Linked DNA regions of Rattus norvegicus: region 1 is linked to region 2. The links are chromatin contacts, called in public Hi-C maps. All regions are on one chromosome and are shown on one strand. Each heading gives the region's core, a stretch centred on a gene start, on an enhancer-like site or on the middle of the called end of the contact. The rest is flanking DNA. Distances are from core to core; before and after follow the strand shown.

Evidence for each region. Hi-C and Micro-C count contacts between places; a contact is called where the count stands out from the background.
Region 1: a Hi-C map of liver shows a contact between it and region 2, with 4 times the contacts expected there. The contact joins the promoter of Arl4c here to the enhancer-like site in region 2. A contact is called at or near these places in 2 of 12 Hi-C or Micro-C datasets (frontal cortex and liver).

Annotation. Positions count from the first base shown.
Region 1 is chr9:96,750,220-96,752,919 of GRCr8, forward strand. It overlaps Arl4c (ADP ribosylation factor like GTPase 4C), which reads right to left and starts at 1,291. Exons shown (of 1, transcript NM_001306054.2): 1 at 1-1,291. The coding sequence starts at 1,291. The coding sequence ends at 713.
Region 2 is chr9:96,662,506-96,665,205 of GRCr8, forward strand. No RefSeq gene overlaps it. Among named protein-coding and RNA genes, the nearest start is that of Arl4c, 88 kb to the right of the region's middle. Within about 2 kb of position 1,341, at least 14 of the 93 cell types and tissues checked have an H3K27ac peak or open chromatin away from gene starts, as enhancers often do.

The DNA.
Region 1 (2,700 bases), core at 41-2,540, 88 kb after region 2:
CCCAGCCAAGTCCAGAAGCACAGCATCCTGGGCCCTCCAGCTGCCGCACGGTCCGAGACAGTCCTCTGGCTGGCCCCAAACCACCACCTCCTTTGGGCCCAGAGCAGGACAAATGAAATTGCAACAGGGACCTGCCCTGTGACATAAAATTACTCAGTTCCCACAGCTCCAGAATGAAAGGAGCGGTCATCCCCACCCCCCATCAGTACACCCCAGTGCCAATCCGTTCCCTCCCGGGTATCCCCAGGGTTCTGTGTGAACTGCATACCTCAGGTAACTCACACGTGATTCCCCCCCGCAGTGGGGGCTGGGCAGCCTGAACTTCTGGCCCTGCTGGAGCAAGAAGAAATCGCTTTTGTCTCTCTGACATCCAAGCTTGCCACCTGGGGCCAGAGGGCACACCACGGGACCCTCGCGTCCACTCCCCACCAGTCCCCCTACCCACCCCACCCGTAGCTCAAGCATTTAGACAAAAGGTCCTCTGAGCTGGGGTGGGGGGTGGGGCAGGTGACGAGATGGGTGGTTATGCAGCCTCCACACCCGGGCTAAGTCTCCAAGTCCTGTATTTGGATACAGAGATCGTGTTTTAAAAATTCGAATCATCGCTTTGGTTCGTTGTCTTTGTTCGCGGGTTCTCGCTCAACCCAGACGTCCATTCATTCACTCACTGGCTCGCTCGCTCAGCCTCGCTCCAGATCGCTGCTTGAGAGCATTACCGTTTCTTCTTCTGCTTGAGAGACTTCCTGCGTTTCAGGATCATCTCATAGAGCTTGTCCATACCCTCGGTGAGGCCCTCGCCGATGATGGCGCACGCCGGCTGGACATGGTAGGTGGTGGCCGGGATGAGCTCGTGTAGCGCCAGTTGCTTCTCAATCTCGGCCACCGGCAGAGACTTGGGCAGGTCCTGCTTGTTGGCGATGACCAGCAGCGGTGTGCCCTGGTTCTCGGCAAACTTGGTCACCTTGTGCAGCTCCGTTTTGGCCTCCTCCAGCCGATCCACGTCCACCGAATCCACCACGTAGATGATGCCGTCCGTGCAGCGGCTGTAGGACTTCCACAACGGCCGTAGCTTCTCCTGGCCGCCCACGTCCCAGAAGTGGCAGCTGATGCCCTTGGCAGTGCCGTTGCTCAGTTTGATCTTCTCGGTGTTAAAGCCGATGGTGGGCACCGTGTTCACGAACTCGTTGAACTTGAGCCGGTAGAGCACCGTGGTCTTGCCGGCCGAGTCCAAGCCCAGCATAACGATGTGCAGAGACTGGAAGGCCGAGATGTTGGAGGAGATGTTGCCCATGGCTTCTGGCTGCGGCGCCGGCCACTGCGGCTGCGGCGGGAGGGCGCCGCCCCCCGAGCAGTCACAGGCCCGCTGCGGCCCGGCGCACCTGGGCCCCGCCCGTTGCTGGACCCGGTGGGGCCTCGGCGTTCCCTGGGCGCTCGGCTAGGCGCGCTTAGACTCGGAGGGGCCCGCTCCCTGGCCCGCCTGGTGCGTGCTCCACGGGCATCTTTCTCCGGAGGCTTTGTCTCCCGCGCAGCCGCCACGGACAGACGCCGCGGTGTAGGATGTCTGCGCCCTGCGCTCTAGCCCCGCTCGATCTGCGGCTCTCCCGCGCCGCGGCTCTGCAGCAACCTCTGGTCTCCGCGCACCTCGGAGCTGCTCTAGCTGCGGCTACCCGGGAGCGCCGTGGAGGAGCAGGCGGGGCGCGGGCTTCCCCGGCGTACCGGTTAGCGTAGCTGCCTTTGCTGTCCCTGCAGTACTCGCGCTGCTGCTACCGCCACCGCCACCAGCTTGCTGCGGCCCGAGAGCGCCGGCCCCGCCCCTCTAGTCCCGCCCACCAGCCACGCCCCTTGCCTGGCACGCCCCGCGGTCTCCCGGGGTCAGGCGGGGTCTTCTCGGTCGGTTGCGTCTTTTCGCGCGCTCCTGTCGTTCGAAACTCGCCCTTACGACCCTTCCCGCCGGCCGTGCGCAGACTGTGGGCCTGGACCGGGACTCTTCCTCCCCAATCCGGTGACGCGTCTTTTAAAAATAGCTCCGGGCTCCGGAACCTCCGCCCGGGGCCTAGCCCGCAGCTGGCCCGGCAAGGGCAGCGTCTGCAGAGGGATAGGGCGGTGAGACTGCGGCACCCAGGCAGGAGGGCGGCGGAGAGGAGCTGACCTCCTGCAGCCTGCAGCCTGCCGCCCACTCCTCCCAATCCATTTCCACCGCGTGGTCTCACGCTCCTTGGTGCCCTAGTGTCCTGGTCCCTAGTCCTCCTTGATGCGTATGCTCCCTTCCTGCCCTAACTCTAGGGTGTGCCCAGGAGGCTCAGCTGAGAGTACCTACCAGCACCTGCCTAGATAACTCCAGACAATTGTTTCTCAGACACCCATTTTGGAGCCTTGTTTTATGCCCCGCCCCAACTCTGCTGACCTCCCAGATGAGGTTAGTCTTAAGGCACCCTTTGTCATTCCACCTTGAGAACTGTCTACCAGAAGACCACCGTGGAGCGATGGGGTGGAGGTAGGGGATGGGGGAGGTCCAGATCACCTGACCAGGCTCCAGGAAAGCTGGGCCTCTAGACCACCCTTGACTGTGAACCTTCTGTCTCTAGTTCGGAGCTGGTGGTGTGATGAATCACAAATACATATTTTCTGGGCTCTATTTCGTGACTCCATTCAGTGGTTTTCTTCTGCCTTTTAAAGCATAGCAAATGCACATTATCTCTG
Region 2 (2,700 bases), core at 91-2,590:
AGAATGAATCTCGGGGCTGGGGATTTAGCTCAGTGGTAGAGCGCTTACCCAGGAAGCGCAAGGCCCTGGGTTCGGTCCCCAGCTCTGGAAAAAAAGAACAAAAAAAAAAAAAAAAAAAAAAAAAAAGAACGGGCTGTGGGCTGGTGAAGAGTTAAGGGAAGGAGAGTGGTGTACATCAAAGGATGGGGTGGAGGAGTATGGGCTTCCTAAGAGAGTCACATGTACGAGTCTTAGTGTTCTCTCTCTCTCTCTCTCTCTCTCTCTCTCTCTCTCTCTCTGTATGTTTTGTTTGAGGGGGCCTTCATAAATCCTAGCGGATAGACAGACTGACAGATAGAATTCCCTGCACTGTGCTTTGATCGTATTCATCCCCTACCCCCAGCTCCTCAAAGAGAATGTGGGCACCAGTATCAGGCTCCATGGGAGATACGTGAGGCAGGGAGGTGATACAACAGCCACAGTGTGTCTTCTGAAAGTCGGTGCAACATTTCTCCCAAATACACTGTTTTCAGATGAATACACTGGGAAAAGGTCCCAGACCTAACAACTAACATGAAGGGCTGGGTACACAGCGCTTCCTGCTTCCCCATCACATCCGAGCAGGTGAGAGGAGAGGAGCCAGATGACGTCACAAAGACAAGAGAGGTCATACAGGGAGGCGCTAGATTTTTTTTTTTTTGTATCTACAGATAACATAAAATGTGTACACACATCTTTCCTCTCCTCTCTCTCTCTCTCTCTCTCTCTCTCTCTCTCTCTCTCACACACACACACACACACGTAAATATGTACATCCTTTACACAAGCAAATGCTCTCACATACACAAATGCACACCCTTGGGTCGTGTAACCTTCAAAGCCTATCTCCATTGTGGTTCAGTGGTCTGAAATTACTCGAAGATAGCTCTTTCGTCTATTTTTATACATAATTATATAACAGAATCATTTAGCTCCTTGGGGAAGAAGAACTTGGAATTGCTTTTACCTGGAAAACAAACCAAAACCAAAATAAAATGTCTAAATGTTATAAAAATGTATCCAGAAATATCAGTGCTTGTATTCAGGATATTTTTCTCAGTAGAGTACACCCCACCACCACCACCACCCCAACACACACACACACACACACACACAGACACACACACGGCCTAAACCTGTGTTTGTTGCACATCCCATACAGAGATGCTGTGAATGGTAATGCCATCTACATATGGCTATTGGGGCTGCCTTATAGCTGTGTAGAAAGTTCTTTCAGCCCTATCTGAATGCAGAGCAGGGAGTAACTGGAGCCTGGACCTGAGGGAGAGGGACACAGGAGCTGTTTCGGAGCAGGCTTGGCAGGCCTGAGCAACATGCACAATGGCTGGCTGCCCATCCGATAGTGGGGACTGTGAATTCAGGGAAGAGTGTCTCCAGTCCCCAGATGTTGGCTATGGCGACGAGGAGGTGAAAGGTCAGAACACAGGCATGCTCCTGGAAGTATACATCTGAGATGGCCATCTGCGTGACTTCAAGCACGTGCAGAATGGCTGTAGTTTCGTTCTCTCGCTGGGATGTAGGAAGAGAACGTGTCCCCCATCCTCTGCACCATCTCCATATCTTACAGGAACCTGTAAGGAATACTTTTCTCATTATTGAGAGGGAGCAAGGAAGGTAAAATGTAAGACTCCGGTTCTGTTCTGCTGAGCCCGAATGTTCTTAAGCAAAAGGATCTTGAAAGCAACAGGCCAGCTCTCTGCCAGCCAAGAGCACCCAACTAGTAGAGATTTAACCAGAAATTACGAATGCAGACCACTGATTGTGCCCCTGGTGGCTCCAGCCAGAAACAATTATCCACTTGGCTCATTAAGACTAGTAACAAATGGCCAATTGTTTCCACAATTAGCCAAGAGCTGGTTCGGTTGCTTGTGACTATGAACAGGGGACTTTGAAGACAGACTGGCAATGGAGGAAAAGAAATTCAAATTCAGATGCAGAGAGATGGGCCGTCTTTTCATTTGGGGTTCTCTTTTTTTTACCAAGGGAAGAGGGGTGGTGAGGGGGTGTATAAAGGGATGGCTTGCCCACCCCAGTGAGCTTGTGCTATGCCCAAGTGACCCTATCCCATTCTCTCTTTCAAGACCTTCCATTCCTGGTGAAAGGAAAAGCCCTGAGTCACAAGGATGTGTGATTAGTCTAGACAAAAGCCACTTTCTTATGTAGGCTTTGGGGGGTGGGAGGAGTCTATGTTCCTGACCCTTCTGGAAATTTCCTGAGGTCTACCGGGAGGGTAACTGAGCCCCAGGGCCAGCACCCAGTCTTGCCGCATAGGTGTGAACGAAAGGCAGTTAAAGGGCTGAGGTGTGCATTTTCTGTCTTAATCTGGGATTTGATGGCAATCTGCCCTTGTCTGTTGTTAGATTATAAGCAACAGAAATATGTTTCCCACACTTCTAAGGGCTGGGATGTCCAATATAAAGGAGTCAGCCATCTGTGTCCAGTGAGGGCTTGCTCTTTCTGCTCCAAAATTTCAAAATGGCACCATCCATGTATTCTCACATAACAAAAGAGACAGACAGGGGTTTTATCACAACTTTTAGTAGGCCTTGGAGCCCTCATGACCTGACTACCTCAAAGAGGCCTTGCTCATACTCAAGTAGGCTGGACAGCCATGGGGAAAGAGAAACCATAAGGCAGCTAGATATGTTATGCAGGACCACC